Regions from separate parts of the Mus musculus genome. Here regions 1, 2, 3, 5, 6 and 7 are each linked to region 4. The links are chromatin contacts, called in public ChIA-PET, HiChIP or PLAC-seq, Micro-C and promoter capture Hi-C maps. All regions are on one chromosome and are shown on one strand. The core of a region is the stretch at or near the end of the contact, and the rest is flanking DNA. Distances in the headings are between cores, read along the strand shown. Region 1 holds the start of Akr7a5 (aldo-keto reductase family 7, member A5 (aflatoxin aldehyde reductase)). Region 2 holds the start of Mrto4 (mRNA turnover 4, ribosome maturation factor). Region 3 holds the start of Ubr4 (ubiquitin protein ligase E3 component n-recognin 4). Region 4 holds the start of Otud3 (OTU domain containing 3). Region 5 holds the start of Camk2n1 (calcium/calmodulin-dependent protein kinase II inhibitor 1). Region 6 overlaps Capzb (capping protein (actin filament) muscle Z-line, beta). Region 7 holds the start of Mul1 (mitochondrial ubiquitin ligase activator of NFKB 1).

The links. Promoter capture Hi-C pulls out the DNA fragments that hold promoters and counts their contacts. Hi-C and Micro-C count contacts between places; a contact is called where the count stands out from the background. ChIA-PET counts read pairs in DNA pulled down with a chosen protein or histone mark. HiChIP or PLAC-seq counts read pairs in DNA pulled down with a chosen protein or histone mark.
Region 1: a Micro-C map of embryonic stem cells shows a contact between it and region 4, with 2.1 times the contacts expected there. The contact joins the promoter of Akr7a5 here to the promoter of Otud3 in region 4. A contact is called at or near these places in 6 of 39 promoter capture datasets (the 3T3-L1 cell line, cranial neural crest, embryonic stem cells and 3 more), 1 of 484 Hi-C or Micro-C datasets (embryonic stem cells), 15 of 115 datasets of contacts at active chromatin or transcription factors (the 230-238 cell line, astrocytes, craniofacial prominence and 11 more) and 4 of 9 other capture datasets (adipose tissue, liver, macrophages and 1 more).
Region 2: a promoter capture Hi-C map of second pharyngeal arch cranial neural crest shows a contact between it and region 4. The contact joins the promoter of Mrto4 here to the promoter of Otud3 in region 4. A contact is called at or near these places in 8 of 39 promoter capture datasets (cranial neural crest, frontonasal cranial neural crest, hippocampal neurons and 5 more), 5 of 484 Hi-C or Micro-C datasets (cerebellum, cerebral cortex, double positive thymocytes and 1 more), 7 of 115 datasets of contacts at active chromatin or transcription factors (the 230-238 cell line, astrocytes, cardiomyocytes and 4 more) and 2 of 9 other capture datasets (adipose tissue and pancreatic islet).
Region 3: an RNA polymerase II ChIA-PET map of memory CD8 T cells shows a contact between it and region 4, with 34 read pairs. The contact joins the promoter of Ubr4 here to the promoter of Otud3 in region 4. A contact is called at or near these places in 3 of 39 promoter capture datasets (cranial neural crest, hippocampal neurons and pre-B cells) and 5 of 115 datasets of contacts at active chromatin or transcription factors (astrocytes, bone marrow-derived macrophages, embryonic forebrain and 2 more).
Region 5: a promoter capture Hi-C map of embryonic stem cells shows a contact between it and region 4, with 2.8 times the contacts expected there. The contact joins the promoter of Camk2n1 here to the promoter of Otud3 in region 4. A contact is called at or near these places in 2 of 39 promoter capture datasets (cranial neural crest and embryonic stem cells), 1 of 484 Hi-C or Micro-C datasets (embryonic stem cells), 15 of 115 datasets of contacts at active chromatin or transcription factors (astrocytes, embryonic basal ganglia, embryonic forebrain and 7 more) and 2 of 9 other capture datasets (adipose tissue and embryonic stem cells).
Region 6: a promoter capture Hi-C map of liver shows a contact between it and region 4, with 3 times the contacts expected there. The contact joins the enhancer-like site here to the promoter of Otud3 in region 4. A contact is called at or near these places in 3 of 39 promoter capture datasets (cranial neural crest, liver and neural stem cells), 13 of 484 Hi-C or Micro-C datasets (the C2C12 cell line, the G1E-ER4 cell line, bone marrow-derived macrophages and 9 more), 9 of 115 datasets of contacts at active chromatin or transcription factors (bone marrow-derived macrophages, embryonic basal ganglia, embryonic forebrain and 6 more) and 3 of 9 other capture datasets (adipose tissue, embryonic stem cells and pancreatic islet).
Region 7: an H3K4me3 HiChIP or PLAC-seq map of forebrain shows a contact between it and region 4, with 5 times the contacts expected there. The contact joins the promoter of Mul1 here to the promoter of Otud3 in region 4. A contact is called at or near these places in 7 of 39 promoter capture datasets (cranial neural crest, embryonic stem cells, hematopoietic stem and progenitor cells and 4 more), 2 of 484 Hi-C or Micro-C datasets (the G1E-ER4 cell line and embryonic stem cells), 13 of 115 datasets of contacts at active chromatin or transcription factors (astrocytes, bone marrow-derived macrophages, craniofacial prominence and 7 more) and 2 of 9 other capture datasets (embryonic stem cells and liver).

Annotation. Positions count from the first base shown.
Region 1 is chr4:139,308,851-139,312,525 of GRCm38.p6, reverse strand. Akr7a5 (aldo-keto reductase family 7, member A5 (aflatoxin aldehyde reductase)) reads right to left here and starts at 1,782. Exons shown (of 7, transcript NM_025337.3): 1 at 1,450-1,782. The coding sequence starts at 1,771. Slc66a1 (solute carrier family 66 member 1) reads left to right here and starts at 1,818. Exons shown (of 9, transcript NM_145384.3): 1 at 1,818-1,897.
Region 2 is chr4:139,350,252-139,353,828 of GRCm38.p6, reverse strand. Mrto4 (mRNA turnover 4, ribosome maturation factor) reads left to right here and starts at 1,253. Exons shown (of 8, transcript NM_001290810.1): 1 at 1,253-1,560; 2 at 3,335-3,393. The coding sequence starts at 1,533. Emc1 (ER membrane protein complex subunit 1) reads right to left here and starts at 1,242. Exons shown (of 24, transcript NM_146157.4): 1 at 1,112-1,242. The coding sequence starts at 1,209.
Region 3 is chr4:139,378,776-139,382,341 of GRCm38.p6, reverse strand. Ubr4 (ubiquitin protein ligase E3 component n-recognin 4) reads right to left here and starts at 1,683. Exons shown (of 106, transcript NM_001160319.1): 1 at 1,480-1,683. The coding sequence starts at 1,655.
Region 4 is chr4:138,912,408-138,916,284 of GRCm38.p6, reverse strand. Otud3 (OTU domain containing 3) reads left to right here and starts at 2,317. Exons shown (of 8, transcript NM_028453.2): 1 at 2,317-2,675. The coding sequence starts at 2,458.
Region 5 is chr4:138,453,361-138,457,114 of GRCm38.p6, reverse strand. Camk2n1 (calcium/calmodulin-dependent protein kinase II inhibitor 1) reads right to left here and starts at 1,967. Exons shown (of 2, transcript NM_025451.2): 1 at 1,764-1,967; 2 at 1-397. The coding sequence starts at 1,929. The coding sequence ends at 327.
Region 6 is chr4:139,271,946-139,275,359 of GRCm38.p6, reverse strand. All of the region lies in intron 4 of Capzb (capping protein (actin filament) muscle Z-line, beta), which reads right to left. Among named protein-coding and RNA genes, the nearest start is that of Slc66a1, 37 kb to the left of the region's middle. Within about 2 kb of position 1,894, at least 10 of the 459 cell types and tissues checked have an H3K27ac peak or open chromatin away from gene starts, as enhancers often do. A contact at or near this core is called in cerebellar granule neurons and liver, where this site is marked.
Region 7 is chr4:138,433,055-138,436,832 of GRCm38.p6, reverse strand. It overlaps Mul1 (mitochondrial ubiquitin ligase activator of NFKB 1), which reads right to left and starts at 2,161. Exons shown (of 4, transcript NM_026689.3): 1 at 1,954-2,161. The coding sequence starts at 2,073.

The DNA of each region.
Region 1 (3,675 bases), core at 533-3,032, 400 kb before region 4:
AATGTGTTCCTTGAAAGCCATCAATCTTAACACAAATCCCTTTCAGACCCTCAGAAGCCTGTAATGCAAGCGTACTGTAGCTGCTCCTCAGTGCTCTGCACTGTTTCTTCCCAGATATGGAACCAACTACCTGGACTGATGGACGACGGCGGAAGGATGGATGGATTCTGGCAAGAACAAGGGGAGCCCTCTGATCCCACAGGATAAAGGCTAGAAGACCACAGCATCTCCTTACTACAACACCCGCCCCAGCCCCAAGGCATTCTTTCTGTAACCTTTTGCCTGAGGACTTTGGCCCATTGAGTCTTCAGAAGCAGAAATGGGCTAAAGAAGGGGGGGTTGGGGGAGAAAACTGAAATGTTCATTATCAGTAATGTATGTCATCCAGGTGAACTCTACAGCATTCGGCTTGAGAGATCCACTCACTTAAGTGAGCTTTACCCCATGTGAGTCTATGGAGCCCACTGTACAGGAACCGGGAGGAAGAACCTCAGAACAGGTAAAAGTGAGGCCTCTTTACGTATCAGGCACCCTCCTGAGACTCCAATAGCTTCAAGCAAATGAAGGGCGGTTCCCCTCCCCTTCCAACGCGGGACACGCGTCACTGATCACACACGTACTTTGCAACTCTCAAACTCCATATTCCAATAGCTAGGATTGCAGTCTCCGGTGCACCCTACTTACACTGTAGGGCCCATCCCCAGTTCTCTATGGGCTCTGCCTACTGCTCTTCCCGACAAGCTACTCTTTCCTGCACTCCTCAGCAATCGCGGCTACAGTCTTCCTCGTTGGACCTTTAACTCTCCGTGGAGAAATCACTTCTCCCACGGTAGCCTACAGAGCTACAGAGTTTGCCATTGTAAGACCTGGCACAGAGAATGGGCACAAAGGCCGAAATGCCCTCTCCCGACGCCACCTTTCCGCCCCTGCCCCCAGCTGGGCCCTAGGCATTGTTGCCACAGGTCTCCTTGAGATCCACAGGTGCTGTCGACTGCACGGGACAAAGTCTAGTCCGGACAAAAGACCGGAATGATAAGCATTCTCCAGGAGCGCAGAGGTGGTGAGGGCAAGAGGGGTAGGCACGAACAAAAAGCCTGGTGGGGATGGGGGGCGTGTCGGGGGTGGGGGGGCGGCTATGGACAACGGTTGGCCGGGAGGCAGGGATTGCGGTAGGAAGCAAAGCGCCCAGAGTAGGCTAAACATTAGCGTAGGAAGCTTCCTCGCACCCGCCTCGGTAGCTGCAACTAGAAGTTTCTAAGGAGAGGCGGGACAAAGTTCAGTTCACTAGTTCAGGACTCCAGTTGCCTTGGGAGCTTGGGGTAGACCCAGCTGTGGATCCGGAGCTTCCGAAGCTCCTGGATGCAGATCCTGGCTGGTGCACGCCGGTTGCGGGCACCGGCTCAGCTCTACTCGGTGCGGGGGGCGGGGGAGGCCGGGTGCAGCGGTTACCTGTGCAGTCGCCGCTGCCCAGCCCGAGCCCCAGGCCGCCCAGGATGTTCTCGGACTGGCCGTCGCAGTACATGAAGGCCGTGTCCAGCTCGCTGTGGCCGCGCTCCAGGAAGGCGCGGACCGAAGCGGCGCTAGCACTCGCATCCATGCGACGCCCCATCTCCATGGTGCCCAGCACCGTAGCGGGCCGGAGAGGGGCGCCAGAGGCGGCGCGGGGTGGCGGAGGCCGGGACATGGCGAGAGGACGCCCGACCGAAGTCCCGGAGCGCTGCGCGGAGCGAACAGCAGCGCGGCCCACGGCTCTGGACGCTGCACGCAGCATGGAGACTGCGCCTGCGCACTCGAAGCTTCAGGCTCCGCCCACGGCGGGGGGCGGGACTTCGCGGAGGTCAGCTGATCCCGGCGGGCTCGGATCCTGAAGCTGACACCGGCTGTGGATCTTGAACTGGTGAGGATGAAGGGGGCTGGCGGCTGTCCCGGGCTGGGGGGTCGGGACTCCAGACGCGCCCAGCTAAGTCTTTTCTACACCCTCCTCCAGCTCTGCACGGTCCCCGGCGCTGGTCCCCTCCTGGGGAGCGGGATCGTGGGTCTCTGCCCAACCTGGCCAGGGATCCGGGACGGCCCCACTTCTTACCTGCAGGTCCTTGCCTTCCGGCCTCTCGGCTTCCCTGGACTGGGCGGCCTTGTTTTCCCTGCTCTGGGTGGGGGCCTCGCGGCGCTTGCCCCAGCCGCTGCCCTATCATTATCCCTCCGAACCCGCAGAGTCACCGGAAGGAGTTAGAGCCTTGGTTTGGAGGCCAGGAATGGGTAGGATCCCGGAGCCATTGCGCTCCCCTGACACATTCTCCGTAGCTCTGCAGGTAGGGAACCCAGAATGTCCCATTCCTCGCCAAGCTCACCGCAGGATTCCACAGAGGGCTGGTTAGAAATGTGAGGTAAAGGCAGGCGGATATCTGAGTTCGAGGCTACCCTGGTCTACAGAGCTAATTTCAAGGCAGCCAGGGGCTACACAGAGAAACCCTGTCTCAAACTGCTCCCGTTCCCACCTGCCCAAAAAAGAAAGAAAGAAGTGTGTAGTTTCAGGTTCACTTCGTGTGTACTCCATGCTACAATGTGGTCCAGGGGGCTACAGCAAGAACAGAATATTACTGTTGACTGTGCCAGATAGGCTTTGGTGGGAAGCACCTTCCTGGCTTTGCTTGGAATTGGGGAAGAGCTGGATGTGGCAGGAGATACTGTCTCCTGGCCAGCCTTTACGGACATGAGCCGCGAAAGCCAATCCCCTAGTGGGGAATGTATGTAGCTCAGTGGTAGAGCACTTGACTAGCGTGGGATATGGAGGTTTGGCCTGGGTTTTATTGTAGTCTGCATGCAGTTTAGGAGGTAAGTAAGTGCCTTTTAGGATTTCCTTCATTGTATACATCAGAATGCTGAAACTCCAACACTTGCCCAGAGCGACATCTCAGCCCTGGGCCCGCTCAATTTACAAGTTTCCTTGCATACGCTTCCCGCTCCCGCCTCCCCTCTTTTTTCTTGTTCTGTTTCTTTCCTCCTTTTTTTTTTTTCTCTTCATCATGCTTCCTTCCCTCTCCCTCTCCCTCTCCTTTACATTTTCCGAGCCTTTTGTTGTACAGCTGGTGCATCCAGACCCACGAGACTGGGAAGGATACAGACAGGGGAGAGGGGAGAGAGACTTGCTTGAAGAACACTGGTTAACAGGGACAGTGTTGCCTCTTCTCCAGGATTGTGTTCCAGGGGACTGGAGGCGGTGGCGGCAATGTCCCTTGGATAGGCAAGTTAGAAATGGGTCAGGGTATCTCTACTAGGCATTTGTGATAGAGAAGGATTCCCTAGAGGAAGAGAGAGGCTGTGCAGGTGCCTGGGACTCTGAGGACCTGGGGCAGGAGATGAGGTTAGGAGGGTCATTCTTGGGGTCCTTAGGACCTTGCCTCTGTGATTTTGAACTTGATCCAGTATCAGAATGGAACCTGCATCTGCTTTGGTGGGGAGCACCTGCCTGGCTTTCCTTGGAGTTGGAGGGGAAATGGGCGTTGTAGGAGATTGTCTCCCCGACCAGCCTTTAAGGACATGCACCATGAGAGTCAGAATCCTTCATACTAGTGGGGGATACAACTCAGCATTAGACCATTTAACTAGCATCTATGAGGTCCTAGACCCAAGCTTTGGTATCAGGAGTCTTTGCAGAGACTGGGAGAGCTGCATGAA
Region 2 (3,577 bases), core at 4-2,503, 440 kb before region 4:
ACTGATTGAGCCTGGCATTTAGATGACATCTCTCATTTAGACCACTGTGTTATTTAGCCTAGTTTGTTTTAAAGGAGCTTCTGGGGTTTGATTTTTTTTTTTTGGTTTTTCGAGACAGGGTTTCTCTGTGTGTAGCCCTGGCTGTCCTGGCACTCACTTTGTAGACCAAGCTGGCCTCGAACTCAGAAATCCACCTGCCTCTGCCTCCCGAGTGCTGGGATTAAAGGCGTGCGCCACCACGCCCGGCTTTGGGGTTTGGTTTTGTTTTAAGATTTATTTATTTATTTTATGTATGTGAGTACACTGTCACTGTCTTCAGACACACCAGAAAAGGGCATCAGATCCCATTACAGATGGCTGTGAGCCACCAAAGTCCAGATAGGCTAATGATTGTTGGGACCAGGACCCAAAATGAACACCTTTAAAAAAAATACATATGTATGTGTGTGTGTGTGTGTGTGTGTTAGTTGTCTGTCAATTTCCCCAGAAGCATACAACTGATAAGTAGCCAAATGCTTATTCAATCTGAAATAAGCACAGTCAGAAGGAAGGGGTGAGCGAACGAATGTCAGTTTGGAGAGGGAGAGGCCACACTGCACCCAGAGAGTCCCTCAGAGGAAAAGGCTCACTTTAGAACTTGTGAGACAAGTGGACTAAGTGACACCAGCTAGTTTCAGGCTTAAAGTTCACTGGGGCTAGTGACCTGGGACCCAGAAGATCACAAACCTGACAGCCACAAAATCGGACATGACAGGAAAGGAGGGAACTAGTGACCTCTGACCAAAACCCTTAAAGCCTGCCTTCACTGCGGAGCAATCTGCACCGTCACACACAGGGCGGCTTAAAGAGCTCCCTCCATGCTTAACATAAAGCTCTTGGGTTGACATCTTACGACTCTTCATATCTGAAGAGGAGACTCTCACATTGTCATTCTGCACAGGGTGCAGCATTCATTCATTCATTCACTTCTCCCTGAAAGCACCCTCCCGCACCCCCGTTAAGTTATAGTCTGGGTTCGGCTCCATAGCAAATCTCCTTCAGATTAGCAGGAGGGAGACAGATGCTGAGGAAGCAAACACCGACGTCCTGGAGAAGCGTCACCTGTACGCACCAGTCAAACTTGCCCACTTGGTCTTCGTAGACCGCGGCCGCAGGGACGAGCAGCACAGCAGCCCAGATCCAGAACCCAGACGCCACCGCGACCGCCATGATTGAAGCCCAAGCACCGCCTGCCGCCAGCCCGGCATGCACCGGGCCTCAAGCCCCTCCCTCCGCAGAGCCATAGAGAGGAACCGGTTCGCGAGGGACTTGGTGGAGTGCTCGGGACTCGGAAGCCGCCGGGACTGGAGGGACCCGGGACCTGGGCAGAGAAGTGGCCTTCAGGACACTGGGCGGAGCGCAGGCGGGGAAGAGAGGGCTCGCCACAGTTCAGGCACACGCGAGGGGCAGCCCCGAGCGCCGTCCCATAAGCCCCCGCGGCAGCCGGGTCCTAACCGGCCGCCCAGTCTTCCGCCGCACGTGCCTTTGCCGCGATGCCCAAATCCAAGCGAGACAAGAAAGGTAGGTTCGGGGGGCCTGCGTCAAGGGGGCGAGGGGGACGCGGGTGAGACGCCGGGGCCTCTCCGAGAGGCTCGGCCGGCCGAGATAGCGAGAGAGCTGGAAACTGGTCCGGGCCGACAGCAGTCGCATAGCCCAGGCTCTCCTCGAACTTGCCAACCAGGATAGTCTTACACAACTAACCTTGCTGCTTCTACCTCCCGATTGCTGGAATTACAGGCAGCATCACTAAACCAAGTACGCTCTTGTTAGGCAAACACTACCCACATAGCACTGGTCTACATCCCCTGGCATGTGCGAGCGACCGTGTGTGTTTGAGAGAGGATCTTGACGATGTAGCTCAGATTTGCTTAGGACGGTCTCATTATCTCAAGAAAATAGGGGTTTTACAGTTTCGACTACTGCATGTTTTGTTTGTCTATTTATTGCTGGGGCCTTGAACTCTTCCAACTGTCTGCCTTGGCCCCAAATACTAGGATTCCATACTGAGCCACTACATCAAGCTAGCGGGCTGGCGCTTTTGTGGGTGTTAGAAGACAAGACAGTTGAACAAAAAGGGTCCGGCTTCATCAGACTCACCACCTTAGTTAGGGGTGTGTGTCTGTCTGTCTGTCTCCTATACCCCTGTCAAGTCAGTATAATGTGTCAGGTAGTCCAAGTGGAGTATGGAGCAGGTGGGAGTGATAGTGTTTTGCATAATGTTGTCAGGAAAACTCTCAGCGGTTAGAGAAGGTCGTTTGGAATAGAGGGAACACAAAATGAAAGGGGTCTGTGGTGTGATTAACATATTGTGGGACAGCCAGTGTGGCCATAGTGAACAAAGTGGGCTTAGAGGAAAAGACCCAGCCTTTGGTGTGGCTTTGCTTTGAAAGGGTCCCTTGATAGCACAGAGAATATGAAGGCAGCAAGGCCAGCAACCACCTGCAGCATGCTAAGTCGCACCAGAATCCTAGCGGTGGAGAGTCCGGGAATGACTGGCTGGGTGTGACTGTGTGCCTTGTAAAGAGGGACTGTGAGTGGCAGGCAGGGTAGATGAATGGGCCATATCGGCTCCTGGGGACACCCAGGGCATTATAGCTGATGTTTTAGTAAGTTCTTATAGAGTCGTTAGGGTCTGGAAGGAGCCCTGGACAGATGTAAGCAAAGGCCGGGAACTCTTGGGAGTAGGACAGATAGAGCCTGGGTCACTTTTCAGTAGAGGTTGTGTCCCCCATCTGCCCTCTCCCCAGCGTTGCTGTAGTCTTGGGTTCAGATTACAAAAATGAAGTGTAGGTATATAACAGAATAGGAAAGATAAGGTCCCAACAGGATGACGTGGTACATGCCTGGAATCCCTCCACTTAGGAGACAGAAGTAAGGAACTGTATCTTGAGTTTAAGGCCAGCCTAAACAGCTTTGTAGCAAGATTGTGGTTTTTACAAAAGGAAGAGTTGGTCCCTGTCATTCCATAGCCCCACCTTGGCCAGCAGGTTGGGAATCCCACAGACAGCGCTCTATCCGCAGGAATATTGAGTATGGTAATACTGCAATAAATGCAACAGTCGGCCCAAGGAACTAAGGGCACTTTGTTTATGGCAGGGGATGTATTTAGGGATCTTAGGGTCCAAGATTGCTAGGAAAGCAAACGCTCTGTCAGCCTTGAATGCCAGGAATGACTGTCCATTGCTGCCTCTGTCACACTGGCTTAGTTTAGCCAAGCCTCCAAAGAGGGAAGCAGAATTAGTCTCCAGAGCATCCACACTCACAGTTGCCACCATCTCTTTTTCTTGGTTTTTAGTTTCTTTAACAAAAACTGCCAAGAAAGGCTTGGAACTGAAGCAGAACCTGATAGAAGAGGTAAGTGCTTGCTTGTTCCTGTGTGTGTGTGTGTGTGTGTGTGTGTGTGTGTGTGTGTGTGTGTGTGTGTGTGTCTGTCTGTCTGTCTGTCTGTCTAGATAGATCGATCGATCTTTGGTTAGTAGAATTGTTCCCATACCTCCCCACAGCATCCCTATGACCTAGGACCAGGTGATGCTATTGC
Region 3 (3,566 bases), core at 434-2,933, 470 kb before region 4:
AGAGAATCAACTCCTAAAACTTGTCCTCAGATCTCCAGAGTGCGCTCAAGCACAAGCGTGCTCTCTCTCTCTCTTCTCTCTCTCTCGTCTCTCTCTCTCCCTCTCTCTCTCTCTCTCTCTCACACACACACACACACACACACACACACACACACAATTGAATTACAATAGGGCAGAGAGATGGTCCAGTGGTTAAGAGCACTTCCTGTTCTTCCAACCCAAGTTCAGATCCCAGTGCTAGTGCCAGGCAGGTCACTGCTGCCCCTAACTCCATCTCTAGGGGATCTGAAGCCTTGTTCCTGCCTCCTGGGGCATCCGAATACACAGACACACATACACGTGGATTTTTTTTAAAAAAAAGGAGGAAAAGAAGGTAAAATAAAAAGATGCTAGATAATTTGAGACTTTCTGATACTTGTTTTCATCTTCAAAACAACCTTGGGCATAATTAAGCAAGAAAATCTATTTGTTAGAACTTAAATTATCAAACCCAGACACTATTTTATTATAAATTGTTAAAGATCATTCATCCAAAACATCACAGGCAGTGACAGTTGTTGTGATAAATAATAATGCCAAACCACAGCAATTTCCAAATAACACAACTTTCCAAATAACCTTTAGACATATCCTGCTGACCAGCAAGGTAAAATGACCCGCTTAGCAATTTCAGAGAGTTACTGGGGCAAGTAAACTTGGTTTGGCTAGGAAAACGAAAGTGAGAAAACAGGCTTTAAAAGCATGAGTCTTCTATTAAACTCATTTGCTCTGAGCCCCGTAGTCAGGAAAAGGTAGACACAGAGATCACCACATTCCCATGAAGAAATACGACTCTTGCAATCTAACAATCTGTATACAAAGGTATGAACACATTAACAGCAAGCCAAGGAACAGTCCCGTAAATAAGAGTCTGTAAAGCATTTTATTGAGAAAGAGAAGGACTCCGATCTCGGATATACGCAATTACAGTGCAAAGTAAAACCGAAGTATTCAGTGGTAACTAGTGGCTTCAGTCACAGAAACAGCACGTGCCCCCAGTTATCATAGCACCAAAGAAAGACCGTTATTAAACTATGTGGTAGCTCTCCAAAGTAAACCTCCGGTTCTGGTGACAGGGAGAAATGCAAACTCATCCACGCCCTGACCTTAACGCGACTGAGGTGGATGGGGAGGGGGGGGGCCGGGGGCAGCGGGCCGGGTGACACTGGCCCAGCAGCACCGTGCATCTCAATAGCCAGTTCTCAAATGCGTCCGGCCACGCCCTCCAGCCAGAGCAACCATAAAAGTTTTGCTCCGGAGGGTAAATCAAGTCAGGGATGGTTCACGCCAGAGCTGGGTGGAAACCAGAGGCGCTCTCGTTCCCAGCGCCCGGGAGTCCCGAAGGCATGCGTGGGGTGGATTCCCTGACAGAGTGGACTCACGAACCGGCCCGTCCTCCCCTCCCCCCCCACCCCGCCCGCCGGCGCCGCCGCCCGGTACCTCTCGATGACTGAGGCCACCAGCTGCGGCAACTCCTTCATCTCGAAGGCGGAGTAGGACGCGGACAGGAGGGGCCGCACCGCCACCTCCCAGCCCGGGGTCGTGTCCTGCCCGGTCGCCGGGGCTCCGGGCGCTGGAGCTGCTGCCGCCGCCTCTTCGCCGCCGCTCGTCGCCATCTTTCGTCGTACTACTGCGGCTCCCTCCGGGGGCTTGCCACCGGCCCAGCGCCGCCTCCCGGGAGGGGGCGGAAGTGACGCAATCGTGCGCGTCAGACAGCGCGCCGCGGGTCGCCCAACAAAAACGCAAAGACCTGGACGGCCTCTGACTTCTGCGGGCTTAACCCAGGGTAGTGCGCCTGCGCACGATTGAAAATGCCAGAGGAGGGCTAGGAGCAATGCCCTCTGCGCGTGCGCCATGGCGGCGAGCAACCCTGCGCATGCTCGCGGGAAGCAGTAACTACCGCGCGTGCGCGGGCCCCGCAATAAGCGGCAATATGGTTCCCCAACCTCCTGGAAATGTAAGTTTGTGACTTGGATTCGGAAGAGATGTCTGAACGGCGCCATCCTAGGACAGACAGGGGGGAGAGGAGGCCACAACCTGCTCAGTGTTAGTCACTTCCTCTGCCCAGTGTACCGCATGAGCAGCCAGCCATTCTAGCGCTTACCACTTGGCAAACTTTCTGCGCACACCTTCGCTTAGTAATGATTTTCTTCATGAATTCCTATTTCGCAGCCACTTCTTTATATATTTAGAATTCCTTCGATAATAATCTAGAGAGAACGTTAAGCTTTTTTGAAATTTGGTCCCTATAGGCCAAATTGTCTGCGAACCTTCCTCCCTCAGACCCCAGAGGGTAAGCATTAGTAGCCATCGCAGCAGTCTTTCAGGGGCCCCTATTTGGGTTGACTGTTGATTTCAGCAATCCTTCTATCTTCACCTCCAGTGGAATTACAGGTGTGGGTGTCCACACCTGTTTATAGTTCTGTCGGGAAGGGGGAGGATGGTCTTATTTTATTCGGGCGTTTCCACTGTAGCTCAGGCTGACATGGAACACTAACACAATCCTCTTGCCTCAGCCTCTCAAAGTGCCAAGATCATCACCACGTCTGGCCATCAGCAGTAATAACAAGTCTCATATTTCTGGCTTTGGGGTGTCAAGGCACTCGGAATAAACATCTTCCTTTTCAAATACATAATTTAGTAGTGGAGGTTCTTGGGATAACATCTATGTTGTAAATTTAGACTGAGGAGCTCAAGAGATAACTTGACAGTTCCATTCTCACCACCCAGGTCTAGCTGTTATGGTTGTAACTCCAGTTCCAGGAGATCTGCTGTCTTCTTCTGGACTCTATAGAAACCTCCATTCCCAGGTGCACACACCCTCCACACATATACACACATGTATGGTGTGTGTGTATATATATATATATATATATATATATATGCGCGCACATAAATCTATTTAAAGTGTTTGGTATGCCATCACTGGGGAGGCAGAGAATTACCACAAACTCAAGACCAGTCTGGTCTACGTAGCAAATTAAAGCCTGTCAGGAATATACAACAAGACTCTGCCTCAAAAAAATAACATACATAAATTTAGATAACACTGAAAAGCAGTGTTAGATGAAGCACAAGTTTCAACACTATTCCAATCTAAAAGGTAAGATAGTACTTTCCAGAATAGTAATATTTTATGAACTAAAAATGAAGGACTTTTAATTCCGAGAGGCAGGGGGGGTGACCTGAAAATTTAGAATTAATTGCAGGGCTGGAGAGATGGTTGAACAGTTAAGAACACAGGCTGCTCTTCCAGAGACCCCAGGTTCAGTTCCTAGCAGCTAGACTCCCAGCTACAGTAACTCTAGCCCCAAGGAATCTAACACCCTCTGGGCCTTTCCCCACACCCAGCCTGGGGCACACACATGTACATAAATAAGAACAAATGTTAAGGGAATTAGAAAAGGGGCTCTCCCAGAGGGCACAGTTTCAGTTCCCAGCACCCACATGACCGCTCTAACTATACTCCAGTTCCAGGGGTCTGATGTCCTAGCCCTGGATTTTTTTGACACCAGACATGCATATGA
Region 4 (3,877 bases), core at 1,068-3,567:
ACAACTCTCCTGGTTTTCCCCAACACTATCAGTTTGAACCAGAAAGTTGTGTGCGTCCCAGAAACAGCTTTAGTCCAGGCAGACCTAGATTGGCCATCCCAGGATGAAATCCCAATTATTGGACTGAAGGGCTCTTTCTGCTTTCTTCTTTGGATTAAAGGGGGAAGGACAGGATTAATGAAATATCTGGGCTCCAGAGTCAGACAGAGCTTTGCTTCTCAGCTGCGTGGCCCTTTCAGCTAGTTAACTTTTGTGGTTGAAGTTCCTGTATTTTGGGAAAAAAAAAAACAAACCAAGTCACATAGAAGCATGTCTCTCAATGAGTGCTCACCATGTCCGTGTGTGCGTGCTCCTGTGTATGCACGTAGATGGAGGCCAGAGTCAGCCTATCCTGCTCTCCACCTTAGTTTTAAAAAAGATTTAGACATTTTTATTTTGTTTATGAGTGTTTTGTCTGCATGTGTGTTGTTTGTATGTATGTGTGTGCATGTATGTATGTGTGTATGTGTGTATGTATGTATGTGTTGTATGTGTGTATATGTGTGTGTGTCTGTGTATGTGTGTGTATATGTGTATGTATGTGTGTATATGTGTATGTATGTGTGTATGTGTGTATATGTGTGTATGTGTGTGTGTGTGTGTGTGGGTGTACCATGTGTATGCAGAGCTTGTGGAGATCAGAAGAGAGGACCAGCTCCCAGCTCCCCTGGAACTGGATTACAGATGGTCATGAAGCACCTTAGCACCTGGGAACTGAATCCAGACCCTCTGTAAGAATCACAAGGGCTCTTAGCCACTGAGCCACCTCTCCAGCCCCACACCTCACCTTTGACAACTTCAACCATGTAAAAAAATGCATTTGATTTTATACACTCTTACTTACTCCGTCCCTCACTCCCAGGAATCTCCATCACCGTCTTGACTTGATATTTTGTGTGGGTAACCATAGGCACAATGAGTTCATGGTCTATCTCATTTCTTGTCACAGGATGTCTTAGTTAGGGTTTTATTGCTGTGAGGGAACATCATCACCGAAAAGGAAGTTGGGGAGGAAATGGCCTATTTGGCTTCCTCAGTTGAGGAAGTGTCTCCATGAGATCTGGCTGTAGAGCTTTTCTTAATTAGTGATCAATGGGGGAGGGCCCAGCCCATTATGGGTGGTGCCATCCCTAAGCGTGTAGTCCTGGGTTCTATAAGAAAGCAGGCTGCGTGTTGTCAATTCCTTTAGGCTCTGCCCAACAGTTACCTAGCAACAGCTTGCGTTTCTCCCTGCCAGGTTTGAAGACCACTGTTAACCATAATCTCTCTCTCTCATATCCCTGACTGGACCCTACCTCTGTTTCTCTCTTCTCTTTCTGTCCTTCTCTGTCCCCCTCCTTTCTCTGCCTCTACTCCTTTTCCAGGTTCCCTTCCCTTCCCTCGATAAACTTCCTTTTGTTCTAGGCCTGTCGTATGGTGGTGAGTCCTCAGAGGAATGGGCCTGCTGAGGTTCTCCTGCCGCCACATTATACTGCCGTTTTATAAAACATAACACTGAGCAAGTCAGGGGAAGCAAGCCAGTAAGCAGCGCCCTCCATGGCCTCTGCATCAGCTCCTGCCTCGGGGGTTTTAGACCTGCTTGAGTTCCTGTCCTGATGGCCTCCAAGGATGGATGCTGATCTTGAAGTGTAAGCCAACTTGTAGCTCACTGATTGGCTAAACTGCCTGGCAGTGAGTGCAGTGGGCTGTCTCTTCCTCCTTAGGGATGGGATCACAGGGGCTCTCTGACAGGCCTACCCTTCTTAAAGTGGGTGATGGAGATCCGAACTCAGGTCGAACCTGGCATATGGAGCAAGCACTTATATGGACTGAGCTATTTCCCTAGCTACTGTAGGCTGAGTTTTTAAAGGGTCTGTGCACGCACGCAGGCGTTTGTAATTGATTGCGGATTAGCGCATTCTAGACAAACATATTCCCTTATCATCCTTTCCTTGTCCTGGAACTCACTCTGTAGACCAGGCTGGCCTCGAACTCAGAAATTCGCCTGCCTCTGCCTCCCAAGTGCTGGGATTAAAGGCGTGCGCCACCAGGCCCGGTCACCCTTTCCTTCTTTTCCGCATTTTTTTGCTCTTGCCTCTCTTCTGACATCCTCAGTCATCCTTGACCTGTCTGGTCCCACTGCGCCTCACTGAGCACTACCCACCACGAGGGGGCAGAAAATAACCAACAAAACAGGTGCTTCTCTAGTCTTCCTATCTTTCTCTATGGTGCCTGCTGGCCCCGCCCCGGGGGCGGAGCTACCACCACGTGACCTGGCTGCCAGGCGACCGCGCCGGCGCAGTGGCCGCGCCGCTGTCGCCAGGCGTCGTCCCCCTGCGCCGCTCCGCCCGGTGGCCGGCTGAGGCTGCGGCCCCGGGCTCTGCGGCTCCGGCTCCGGCTTCGGCTCCTTCCGCGGCGAAGCCGTGTGCCGCCGCAGCCATGTCCCGAAAGCAAGCGGCGAAGAGCCGGCCGGGCAGCGGCGGCCGCAGAGCCGAGGCGGAGCGTAAGCGGGACGAGCGGGCGGCGCGCCGGGCGCTGGCCAAGGAGCGGCGGAACCGGCCCGATCCTGGCGGCAGCGGCTGCGAAGAAGAGTTTGTGAGCTTCGCCAACCAACTGCAGGCCCTGGGGCTGAAGCTGCGGGAGGTGCCGGGGGACGGGTGAGGCGGGCCGGGAGTGCGGGAAGCGGCGCTGGGGATGCGCAGGGCCGGTCGCTGAGGGGGAAGCAAGGGTCAGGCTTGGTGGAACGCTGCGGCAGGGTCCCCCGAGGGTCCGAGCGGGTCTGAGAGGTGACCTCGAGGTGCAGCTGTCATGAAGCCGAATGGGAAAGGACCTAGGTCCCGCTCGGTGTCATGCTGGCCCTCCTGGGTGTCCTCGCCCACTTTTGCACTGGGGTATCGAGGGCGGAGAGCTAAAGGTAGCTTCCACAGAGCTTGCTTCCCACGTTTTGGGTTCCCCAAGTAAAAGGCATGAGAGTCCCGGGCCAGCTGTTTCTGGGAGCCGGATACAAGAGTAGCAGCTGGAAACAGAACGGAGGAAGGCGAGGGGAAGCAACTTAATGGAACGGGGACATGGGTCCAGGAACGTGGGGAGAGAGAAGGAAAAGAATAAAGAAACGGGGAGAGGAACGGGTTAGCAGGTCCGAGGGAGCCTGCCTGCTAGGTGTGTTGTTGCAAGAGGCACTGTTAGTGTGTTCTCCTCTAGGAATGGTCAGGTTGAGCCATGGAAGAATGGAATACAGCTAAGGAGTCTACAAAGGCAGATGTGGCAATGAGACTGGGGGATTTGCCTGGGCTATAGGGTGACAGGGTTTCAAAAAACAAAACCCAACAAAACCAAACCAATCTTTCCCTCTTGAGAAAGTCTCGCTATGTAGTCTTAGGGCTGGCCGGGAATCCCCTGTGTAGACCAGGTTGCCCTTAAACTCATAGCCATCTGCTGGGATTAAAGATGTGTGCCTCTGTCCCACTACATAAAGTATTTTCTTCATTTGATACACTACGCTGAATTTTATTGATCAAGACTCAATAAACTAACCCCATTTGTATCTCCTGCCTTCAGAGCTTCCGGCAAATTGGATAGGTATTTTGTTTAAGTTGCAATTAGAGTTAATTGTATTCAGCTACTGCTTCGAACAGTTCCTGGGTCATAGGAGGCATTCAGCACTTTGTTTTTCAGGGATTAAAAACTGTTAAGGGAGGCCACCTAGCTCCAGTAGAAGTACAAACTGCGGTAGACATCAAACCATCAAGTGAAGCTGGGCGAGGTGGTGTGGGTCTTTAATCCCAGCGCTGGGAGGCAGAGGCAGCGGATCTCTGAGTTTGAGACCAGCCAGGCTTACAAATGGAGCCAGGGTTGTGAC
Region 5 (3,754 bases), core at 718-3,217, 460 kb after region 4:
TTTTATTTTATTTTTTTACTTTTTGTGTGTTTTTTTTTAACTTTTGTTTTTGTAGAGGAGCCCAGAGCCACCGCTACCGCTGCTACCACCACCACCACCACCTCCACCACCTCCACCTCCTCCTCTTCCTCCTCCTCCTCCTCTCCACCTCATCTGTCTCCCGGCCTGACTTGAGACACAAGTTGTCGATTTCATCGCAGGTAGCAAGCTATTAATAAATTTCAAAGTGCTTTCTCCCTCCTCCTCCTCCTCGTGCTTTTTGTCAGTAACTGTCACAGCCCGCCACTCTTCTTATTCTTTCCCTCAACACATTGTCTTTGGGGCAGTTAGACACCAGGGGGTGCCTTGTCGGTCATGGTTTTCAGCACGTCATCAATCCTATCATCTTCAATAACAACTGCAAAAAAAAAAAAAAAAAAAGGGGGGGGAGGGGAAGAGAAATGTGAGAGAGCTTGGGCTAGCCAGGGGTCGCAGATACTTTGTCTATCCCCATTATGGAGGTGCAGGGGAGGGCGAGGAAGGAAGGCTGGCTGTTCCAAGCAGGGTGAACAGCCCCATTGCCCTAGGCTCCCTTCCCTGCCTGGTTCTGAACTGCCCCACTGCCTAGCCCTCATCCTAGATGGATTCTAAGAAGGAGCAAGCCAGAGGGAGCCATCCCAGCTCGACTGCAACCCGATGCAACCCTTTACAAAGAAGTCTCCTAGGCTGATTCTTAAGGAGAGAAAGGGAAACTGAGGTCTTCAGATCACTGGTGGCGGTAGCCCAGGCCGGGTTCAAAGATGCCCGGAGCAGGAAGGAAAGCTGGGGTAGGTTCCCACGCCGATCAGCGGCTGCAAAGTTTAGGCCTGGCCTGAACGGGTGTCCCCCTCCCGTTCTCCCTTCCCCGTTCCCCGGTCTGTAGCCTCCGCCCCTCCGCTCTCTGTGCCACCGCAAAGGGCAGAACCTCCCTTCGCTGCCGCCTGGGGCTTTACCTTCAGTTGCCTCTTCCGCCTGCCTCACTGCCTCCACTGGCCTCTCTCAGTCCCTCCACCGGTCCCTGTACTGGATGATCAGATCACCTGTCCAGAACTCTGGGTCTCTACCCGTAGGTCTCCTTGTCTGTCACCCTCATTGTTCCAGCACTTCAGCGTCCTCCCTAGACTTGAGTCCCAGGCTCCCTTACAGCTCCCTCGCTTTAGCTCTCAGCCCACCTCGGTCTCCCGACCATCTCCCCACTTCACCTCGCCACCCCAGTCTTTTCCGGCAGCACCCTGAGTCTCGGTTTCCCTGGGGCTTCTCCAACTCCAATATCTCAGGCTAGACCACCCTTCTCCCCTCTGCCAAGTAACAGTGAAAAGCCAGTGCGACCTGAATGCTCCTCGCCCTTCCCCGCGGGAGTTAAGGTCCTTCCCCTGCAGCGCCCCACGCAGACCCCTAAGAAGCTCCAGGACCCCTTACCCCAGGGTGGCCGAGCAGAGAGAGTGCAGATGCGACTCCACTGCGCAAAAAGGGGGAGGGGTGTGAAACCTAAAAGCAAACTTTGGTGCGGTTGAGGACGCGGGTATAACCTTTGGGCCTCGGCAGCAAGTAGAGGCTACCACGCCCCCGGGTGACCCCGCTGGTGGCCCGGACAAGCGGGGACTCTTGCCCGAGGCCTGATCCAGCTTCCGCCGCAGGAGGGATCCCTAGATCTCGCAGATGGTCCTCCTACTACCGCGGGGACCCCTGAGCCCCAGCCAGGCTGCAGCACCAGCACCGCAGGGGGTAAGGGGCGGGGAACTCACCGCGCTTGCTCCGGCCGATCTGGCCCAGCTTGGGAGGCCGCTTGCTCTGCCCAGCCCCGAAGAAGTTGTTGGTGTCCTGCAGGCGGCACGAGAAGATCTGGCCCACGTCGCCGCCGTCGCCGTAGGGGCTCAGCTTCTCGTCGCCGTAGGGCAGCACCTCCGACATGGTCGCGTCCGGGGGCTCCGAGGCGGCACCTCCTCCGCCCGCGTCCCCGCCCGCGGAGGACAGGGTCAGCGGCGCTGGGGCCGGGGATGGCCGGCCGGGGACGGCCCTCGGGGCTGCCGCGGCGCTGGGGCCGGCGAGAGGCCGGGGAGGGACACCGCTTGGGGCAGGAGCGCGCAGCCCGCGCGAGCGACCCAACGAGCGCCCGCAGCTGAGCTGCGCTGCGCTCGGGCTCCGCGCGCGAGTGGCTGCTGCTCCGGCAGCGGCGGGCAGGACTCACATCCTCGGCGCTCTCGGGCGCGGGGCGGGGGCCGAGCCGGGCGGGGCCGCGACGCGCGGGGAGGAGGGTGTCCCTGCGAGCCCGGAGGGCGCGGGACCGAGGTGGGCGCACCCCGGGGAGCGCGCGGGCCAGTCCTGCCGCGGATGCGGGCGGCGGCAGCGGCGGCGACTCGGGGACTGTGAAGCAGCGAGCGGCCGAGGGGGAGGGGAGCAAAAAGGAGGGAGGGCAGGGGGAGGAAACCCGGAGGGAGGGAGGGAGGGAGGGAAGAAACCGAGAGGGCGACGGGGAGAAAAACAGAAAGACAGAAGAAGGCAAGGGGAGCGGCGGGAGGAGGGAGGGTGAGGAAGGAGGGAGAAAAAGAAAAGGGGGGAGACTAGATTTGGATCGGAGAGGCAGAGCGGAGAAGCGAAAGAGGGAAAAATAGAGGGTCGGAGAAGGAAGGAGGAGAGAGGGGGGACAGAGGGAGGCAGGGACGAAGGAGCAGCCTGCGAGCTGCTAGGGAGAATGCCAGCCCAGGCTGAAAGCGAGGCGCCAGAGGAGGGAGGGAGGAGGGGACCCGTGGGCCTCGGGGAGAGATCCCTGGAAGCTAAGCGACGTCACGGGGCCGCGCCGGACCGCGGCTGGCTTCCTGCCCCCGCCCCCGTTCCCTCCGTCCCGCCTGCGCTGAGGGGCCCCGGTGCGCCCCGCCCCGCCCCGCCCCGCCCCGCACGGCCCGCGCCCCTCCCGCGCGGTGTTTACCCGACCCGGAGCCTGTGCGCGCCGGCTCGGCTGGCTGTGACTCCCGAGGGGAACCCGAAGCAGTGGGAGGGGAGGGGACCGAGGACGCACCGGCCGGGAAGGACGCGGATGCTGACCTCCCTGGAGGCCAGTTACAGAGGTCAAGGATCGGAGCGTACTGGGCCACCCGCGGGCACTCCTCTCCCTTCCCCCACCACACTTGTGCCCCACTTAGACCCTGCCGGGCATTCCTCTATCCCCGTGCCCACTGGATCTGCCAGGAAGGCCTTTTTCTCACTTCTTGTCCCTCTGTGCGGGGGCCCTGGCTCCCCCCGCACCAACCCCGGGGACAAGAAGGAGGGGAGGAGGGGGCAGCCCCGCCTCCCGCGGGATAGGGGAGAGCCTCATTACTCTGGGCTTGCCCGGGATGCCCGGCTCCTAGAGCCCTCTGACTCGCTGGGGACGCCCCGGGCCTGCAGCCCTTTGCCCTCCGGGACCTCTCTTATAACAACAGTCTTAATAAAGCTCTGGAGAGATACTGCAGCCTCAAAACCCGGAGCGTGCTCCTGCACCCTGGGAGGGAGACCCGGGAAGCCCAGGAGGCCTGGCAGGCGCATCTGTCTGCCAGATGGTAACTTCAAGGGGGCAAGGTGCGTGAGGAGTGCTCATTATCCTCGCCTGAGCCTGGAGCACCTGCTCTCCCCAAGGAGACCAGACCTGCTCAGCAGAGCTGGCCTAACCCCAGCGAGGGGTAACCAGTCCAAGGTCAGCAGCCTGCAGGAGAGAGGCAGGGCTAGGAAGCTAATCCTTGTCATTAGGCTCCTAACTCAC
Region 6 (3,414 bases), core at 645-3,144, 360 kb before region 4:
CAGAAGCCCTGGTGGCCCTGGCTGTCAACAGAGGAGAACAGACCTGTGGAGTGGTCTTGCAGGCCTTGAGAAACGGGAGTTTCAGGGGAGAAGCTATAGTTCCTCTGTTTGGGAATGACAAGGTAACCACTAGGTGACTTGGGAGACAAGGGGGTACCTTTGCACTGGATGAAGCAGGAGGCCCAAGGCAAAACCCTCCGAGGGGCTAGCCACTTCAGTGAGGCCCGTCAGGATTATGCACCTATGTGAACATATTCTCTACCCTCCTTAAGATCCTTAAAATGGATCATGATTTGTCTTCCGAGTCTCTGAAAACCCCTTTCCAGCTGCATATCATCAGTCACATTCGGAGTCCACGCCACAGTCTGCACTGCGGAACCAAAAAGCGAAAACATTCTACACTCACAGTGACCTCCTGGAGAGAAGTAAAAAGGGTCCTGGCCCGAGGACCTTGTGGAGGGTTTGATGCCGAGGTGTGCAGAGCCCGTGGATGGAAAGTTGCTTTGGGAACCTGAGCTGTAACTGTGATCCACCCAAATGGCAGCCTTGGCCAGCCCGAGCTGCAGATGGAACGAGGAGATGGGCCTTGAGTGGCTTTGGAAGCTGGCCTACAATCCTGCCTCCTGGAACAGTGGCCAGGTCCGAATGCAAAGGTTTCACATGCACTGAGTCCCGGGCCACAACCTTAAAAACAGAACAAAACAGCAAGGCCAAGGCCAGGACATTCCTGCTGGAGCTGACCTTCCAGTGCCCTCCAAGAAACTAACTGTGGTTCTAGGGTTCACAGGGACCTCCCTTCAGCCATGGGCATCTGCCCGGGTAACTGCCTCCGGTCTGGGCTCAAGCCATGAGACTCTAGTCTCCACGGTGCTGACCCAGGCCCACAGACCCATATGGCAGAGGCTTAAGGAAGAGATGAAGTCTCAAAGATGCTAGGTGGGGGTCTTCTTCTGAAGCTTCTTCTGATTGGTTAAATAAAGTCAAGGCGTCCAGGGATGGCCGCACACCTATAAGCCCACCCTCAGAAGGCCGAGGCAGGACGGTCTAGAGCTGGGCAACGTGGGCAAGGGCCTGTAAAGGTATGGCTGGAGACAGCTCTACGGGCGAGAGAACTTTCTGTGTAAACAAGAGGATCTACTTTTGAGTCACTAGCACCCACATAGAAAGATGGCCTTGGTCAGTGACGTGGCTTAGCAGGTAAGGACATCCGCTGCCAAGCCTGACAACTTTAGTTCAATCCCCGGGCCCACATGGCGGAAGGATAGAGCTAACTCCCACAGACTGTCTTCTGATCTCCATATGTACACCCATGTAAAATAAATACACTAAAAAAGTACGCTAAAAAGAGAAAAAAGCTGAGGCCAGATGTAGAGGTATACACCTCTGTAACCCCAGCACTTGGGAGGCAAAGGCAGGCGAAGCTAGTCTGGTCTACAGAGTGATTTCCAGTCTAGCCAAGGCTGCAGAGTGAGGCCCTGTCACAAGATCAAATCAAAACAAAACAGAAAATCCAAAACAAACGACAATCAACAAAAAAGAAAAGCCAGGCATTGTGCTTACCTGTCAACTTAGTGTTGGGGAGCAGAGACGGGCAAACCCAGGGAACTCACTAGCCAGCTACTCTCAGTGAAAGGCCAGCTTCAGGCTCAGTGAGAGACTCTACCTTATAGGAATAAGGGGGAGAGCAGTAGGGGAAGACACCCCAGGGCTCCTTTGGCTTCTCATGAGGACACACATGCAAACACACACACACACACACACACCCCTAAAATAAGGCTAAAACCAAAGCTGGGAATATTGATTGGTTTCCTCACGTGGGAACCTGAGTGTCATAAGAGCTGGCTCATAACCTCTTCCATCTTTCTCAAAAGCTCCTGTTACACAGTTCTAGGCACAGGCACTCAATAGCTCCCAGGGCAAAGGTTTGTTTCAGACACTGGGCACAGCTGAACACCTTACAACCACCTAGAGCAGAAAGGTCAACCTCCTCACCCTGTCTTCCCACAGAACTCCAGATGGCTCCCATGGACTCCTACAGTTTCCCAGTCTTTCAATCCTGCAGTGTGTCCCTCCTGTCACTATGATCCACCTGTCTACAGCTCACCAGGGCCCCTCCTATGGTGGGAGAACAGTACTCAGCTTAGCAGTCCACGGCAAGGCTCACGCCGAGCCTGTAGCCGCCCCAAGGACACCTGTGGCCAGCAACTTGTCTTCTTACGCATGGATTCAGACTCTGCTGTCACTCACAGGCCCTGGGCCACCCTCCCACAGAGATCTCTGTGACTCAGAATATATGAGAGGAAGAGGCAAGGCGAGAGAGTATGAATGCCTTCTAGACAGATACAGTGAGGCCCAGGCGAGGGCGCTGCAGGGGAAAACGAGGTCATGGAGGGGCTAGACTCTGGCACCTCTGTCAAGATGAAGACAGATCAAGACAAACGAAGGTCTCGAGACCTCTGAGAGATCCGATGACTAAGGCGGTTGGCGCAAAGGTATATCAGGGTCTAGTAAACCTGTTAGAATGGTCTAACCGGTGGATGCCCTTCATCTGTGCCAAGCTGGCAGTGGCAGCCACTCTTGGATTCTGAAACTTTCCCCTTGCCCACTTCACCCTTCTGTCACAGACAGGGCCTTCTGAGACCTCACTAACTAGAAGCACAAGATTGTCAGATGGCCGATGGGACATTTTTACTATGATTATCATGTAGACTGGCAGGGACAAGGTCACATAGGCAAGGCTCTCCTGCTTGATGACAGTTTGTGCTAGGGAGAAAAAACCCACAGAACAGATACATCCTAGCATGAATCGAGGTTCTAGCTCCCAGACAGTGACTTCTTCATGTTCCTCCCCAGTCTCTAAGTGCCAAGTCCTCAGTTACCAAGAGTGGTTGGCTTCTTGGATCACCCTTCACATCCTTCTGATGCGAGAAGGATGCTTCTCACAGGCGAGAGCGACTTAACTTCAGCTCGGGAATGAGAAGAGCCCCAGTGGCCCAGACAGGTGCTGAAGCTGGCTGCCTCCTATCTGTGACTAACATTCCTTTGTAACCCCTGGCTACAAACTCCTGATTTGCCTATCTCTGGCCAAGAGGAGAACCCAGGAGCTGCCCACATGGGCCAGAGTGATGCTCAGAGAACTGCAGACGTCCATAACTGCAGGGCTGGGCAATAGATGCTGTTCTAACTAGTTATACCAGCTCAGTGTAAGGGTGTCTGTTGACAGTATGTCTAGAGACAGGAGAGGGTGACAGATCAAGAGTCCTGCCTCGATGCCTATTAGCAGCATCCAACTATTCCCTTTTGGCCCCTATATGCGCTGAACTGCTCAGGAGGCCTTCCTGCAGAAACATGAAGTGCTGTTTGATGGGAGCAAAGTCTCACCTCCATGGCCCTGGGAGCTAGTCTTGGCTACAC
Region 7 (3,778 bases), core at 912-3,411, 480 kb after region 4:
AACCCTACGACAGAAGCCATGCAATAATCAAACATTCGTGTCACCAGGAAAAACACGGGAGTAAGTACAAACTCAGCTCTGTAAGCTGTGACCTGACCAACAGGTGCAAGCGGACACTAGGGCTCCCACAGCTTTTTCCAGGAAGGGTTATTTCATCCTTTTAGGGACTAAGTCTCAAGTACCACAGGCTGGCCTAGGACGTATCGTTCATCTGCAGGTGTCCTTCACTTGTTTTGTTGTTGTTTGTTCTGGGTTTTTTGTTTGTCTTTTTGTGCTTGGTTTTCTGGGTTGTTTGTTTGTTTGGTTGGTTGGTTGGTGTCCCTTGAACTCAGAGACCCACCTGCCTCTGCCTCGTTACACTGGGAACTTCTGATCCAATCCTTTTCACTGCAGAACTCCACGGTTTTGTTTCTGAGCCCTTACTGAAACCAACCTGGTGATAAGACTTGGGCTCCAAAGTCCATCTTCCATACAACTGCCAGAACAAGTCTTTGGCTGATGGACTGTGAAATTCCAGCCAGCATAACACCACCACCATGCGCTGGGCAGCTACTGCTCGTCACACGCTGAGGTAAGAACCGAGAGATGAAGATGATCCCCCCGCCCTTTCAAGGTTCGTCAGCTTGACAGGTGCCACAGAGCAAGGCGGTCAACTAAGAAAGGAGGACAAAAAGTGTCGTGTTGCTGGAGTTCCAGGCAGAGCTGTGCCACGGTACCCATAAGAGCCAGCCTCAGCCACCAGTCCTCAACAAGCCAACTACAAAAGCTAAATTAACAGCGACAAGCCAGTGAGGGCGAAGACCCCTGGGGGCTCCGCTCCACCCCAGCTTTATCTCTGGGTCCTAACACAAAAGCAAGGGCCTTTCACATCTTTACCTTATTACTTTTTATTATATGGGTGGTTTTGCCTGCATGCATGTCTGTGTATCACATACATGCCTGGTACCCAATAGAGGCCAAAAGATCACCTGGGACTGGAGACAAAAATAAAACAGAGACGGAAATGTGCCGTCTGAGCTGTTAAGTGCAACCCTCAAATGAGAATGTAGTTTTAAAGTAACTATAATATACAAAGAAATGACTGTAGAAACCTGGAGCGGAGCGGTTAAATAGATGAGCCTTTAAGTTCTCTGTTCTCCAAATGAGCCTCTAAGTTTGCTGTTCTTCACGTTGGAATCACCCCTGCCTTACATATCTTCACATCCTCCATCTCCGACCCAAGTATCACCTTGTTTAAAATGGCGACGCCCCCCTGTCAATGGCCATAATCTAGAATCACTTGGAAAGAGTGTCTCAACAAGGAACTGTCTATATTGAGTCAGCCTGTGTAGGCATAGCTGTTTAGACACTGTCCTGATAGCTCTAACTGAAGGGGGGAAACTCGCTGTTGTGTTGTGACTGACACCATTCTCTAGGTCTGGGCTCTGGACTGTTTAATAGTTGTTTCTCTCGACTCAGACGTGATTTGCAGCTGACTCAAGTTCCTGGCCTGGACTTCCCCGCGATGATGAATGGTAACCTGAAACTACAAACGAAATAACCCTTCTCCCTCTCCTAAGCTGCTTTCTGTCAGATATTTTACTATAGCAAAAGGAACGGAACTCTCCGTTTCCCTATCTTTCCGCTTTTCTCTGCCCTACTCCAACCCGATTCTCGCCCTATCACACGATCCAATTACGTGTAGGCGTGTGGTTGACCTAGAATGCACTGTGCACCAGGACAATGGCCTGTTTTTCTCACTACCTGGTGCCCAGCAGGTTTTCGAGAAACAGTTTTACAGCACTGCAATAACGTCCAGTGACACTGAGGGTCACTGGGGGGGGGCAGCCTCGCTGCAGCAGGTGCCCGGGATCCCCTCTGGCTGCGCGTCGTCTGGGGCCCTGTGGCTCCCCGGTGCGCCCCGGCGCGAGCTGCCAGTGAGACCGGGCTGCCCACCCCACCCCCCGCACTGACCTTGAGTTCCTGCGCGACCTGGGCCTTCTGCCGGTATATGGAGTACAGTACGGCGGTGACCATCGAACTGGTGCCCAGCAGGATGACCTGGCCGAGCGACGGTCGCGAACCGCTCTCCATGGCGACCCCAAGCCGCACCAGCCGCCTCGAAATCACCTGCGACCCCTACGCAGCCGCGCAGCCCTTCCCGGAACCCGTCGCCCGTCGATGACGTAAAAACCGGAAGTGGAGGACGGGGGTGGAGCAAAGACGTTGCCTAGGTGGTTGCGACGTTACTGCGGCCTCCTGGGAAACCGGTGGGGCTGGCTGTGGTCACGTGGGAGCTCTCCCTCCGGGTTTCTAGACGTTCTTGCTCCGTTATTGTTAAATGACATCTAATTTATCCTATGAGAGCGTGCCTTGGTGCACCTATAGAGGGCAGGACTCGATCTGAGCGTCCCGGTTTCTCCTACTTTATGGGTCCTTGGGATGGAACTCAAGTTCTTAGCCATGGTGGCAAAGCACCTTTACTCACTGGTCTGTTTCTCCAGCCCTTGCTGGATTATTTGATGTCGCCGCCGTCAGATGGGGAGCTGAGTAAAACGCGTGTTCAGCACCAAGAAGTGTTAGGCTTTAAGCTATCGGAGAACCTTGAAACCTGGCTTTTAAAGATGAAGAAACTAGCCCGGCGTGGTGACGCACACCTTTAATCCCAGCACTTGGGAGGCAGAGGCAGGCGGATTTCTGAGTTCGAGGCCAGCCTGGTCTACAAAGTAAGTTCCAGGACAATACAGAGAAACCCTGTCTCGAAAAACCAAAAAAGAAGAAGAAGGAGGAAGAGGAAGAAGAAGAAGAGAAGAAAGAAGAAGAAAAAAGAAACTGGGGCCAGAGGGGATGGAGAACATGGTCGGAGCCATACTGCAAAGGAGAGCTGGAGAAAAATTAGTCCAGCTTCAAAGCCCTCAACCACTACACCAGTTGAATTGATTCTACACCAGTTGAATCGCGAAAATAGCTCTTAATCTACTGCCACGCCACCCCCAAAACAGCATACTGCTTATTTAATAATAACAGCAAATATTTTTATTGAGTGACTATTATATGCCTTGTACTGTAGTTCGTATTTCTTAGGCCTGGCCTGTGTTTCACTCCACTATCTAGGGACCAAACCCAGGGTTTCAAGTGTTCTTCCACTTAGCTCCGTCCCAGTCACTCCAGACCAGCATTTGATGCATTCAACCACTGCCACAGTAGAGTTTCAGGAGAGGAAACTGAGGCTTCGGTTAAGAAATACACACAGTCCAGCACTCAGGAAGCAGAGGAAGGCAGACCTCTGAGTTCAAGGCCAGCCTGGTCTACAGAACGAGTTCTAGTACAGTTGGGACTACACAGAGAAGCCTTGTCTCAAAAAAACAAGTGGTGGGGAGAATATAAATACACTCAGACCTTTAACTAAAAATGATAATGGGCTTCAACCCAGGTGACCTTTGGAGAACTCGTCCAACTCCTCTCAGACATCAGAGTCGCCGCAAGTCTTAGCCAGCACATCTGCCTGCAAAGCCTGGGTTCTCCTTGCAGTGTCCTATAGGTTATCCTTTAAATTCCTCAAAATAGACCTAATGATATTCATTGGAGTGCTTTTTAAATAACAAAAGAATAAAAATGATCTAATTCCAATAGTCAGTTGGTTGAATAAAATTTGAAACGTTTGTTGAGGCAGGAAAAACGTTGGGACAGGAAAAAGAAGCACGTTTCTCAGCAATTTGGTCAAAGGCTCTTGCCAGAGAAGAATTCCAGCATAAGGGTGCTAAGACAGCTAGCCGGTAAAGCTCTGCGCTTGCTGTCC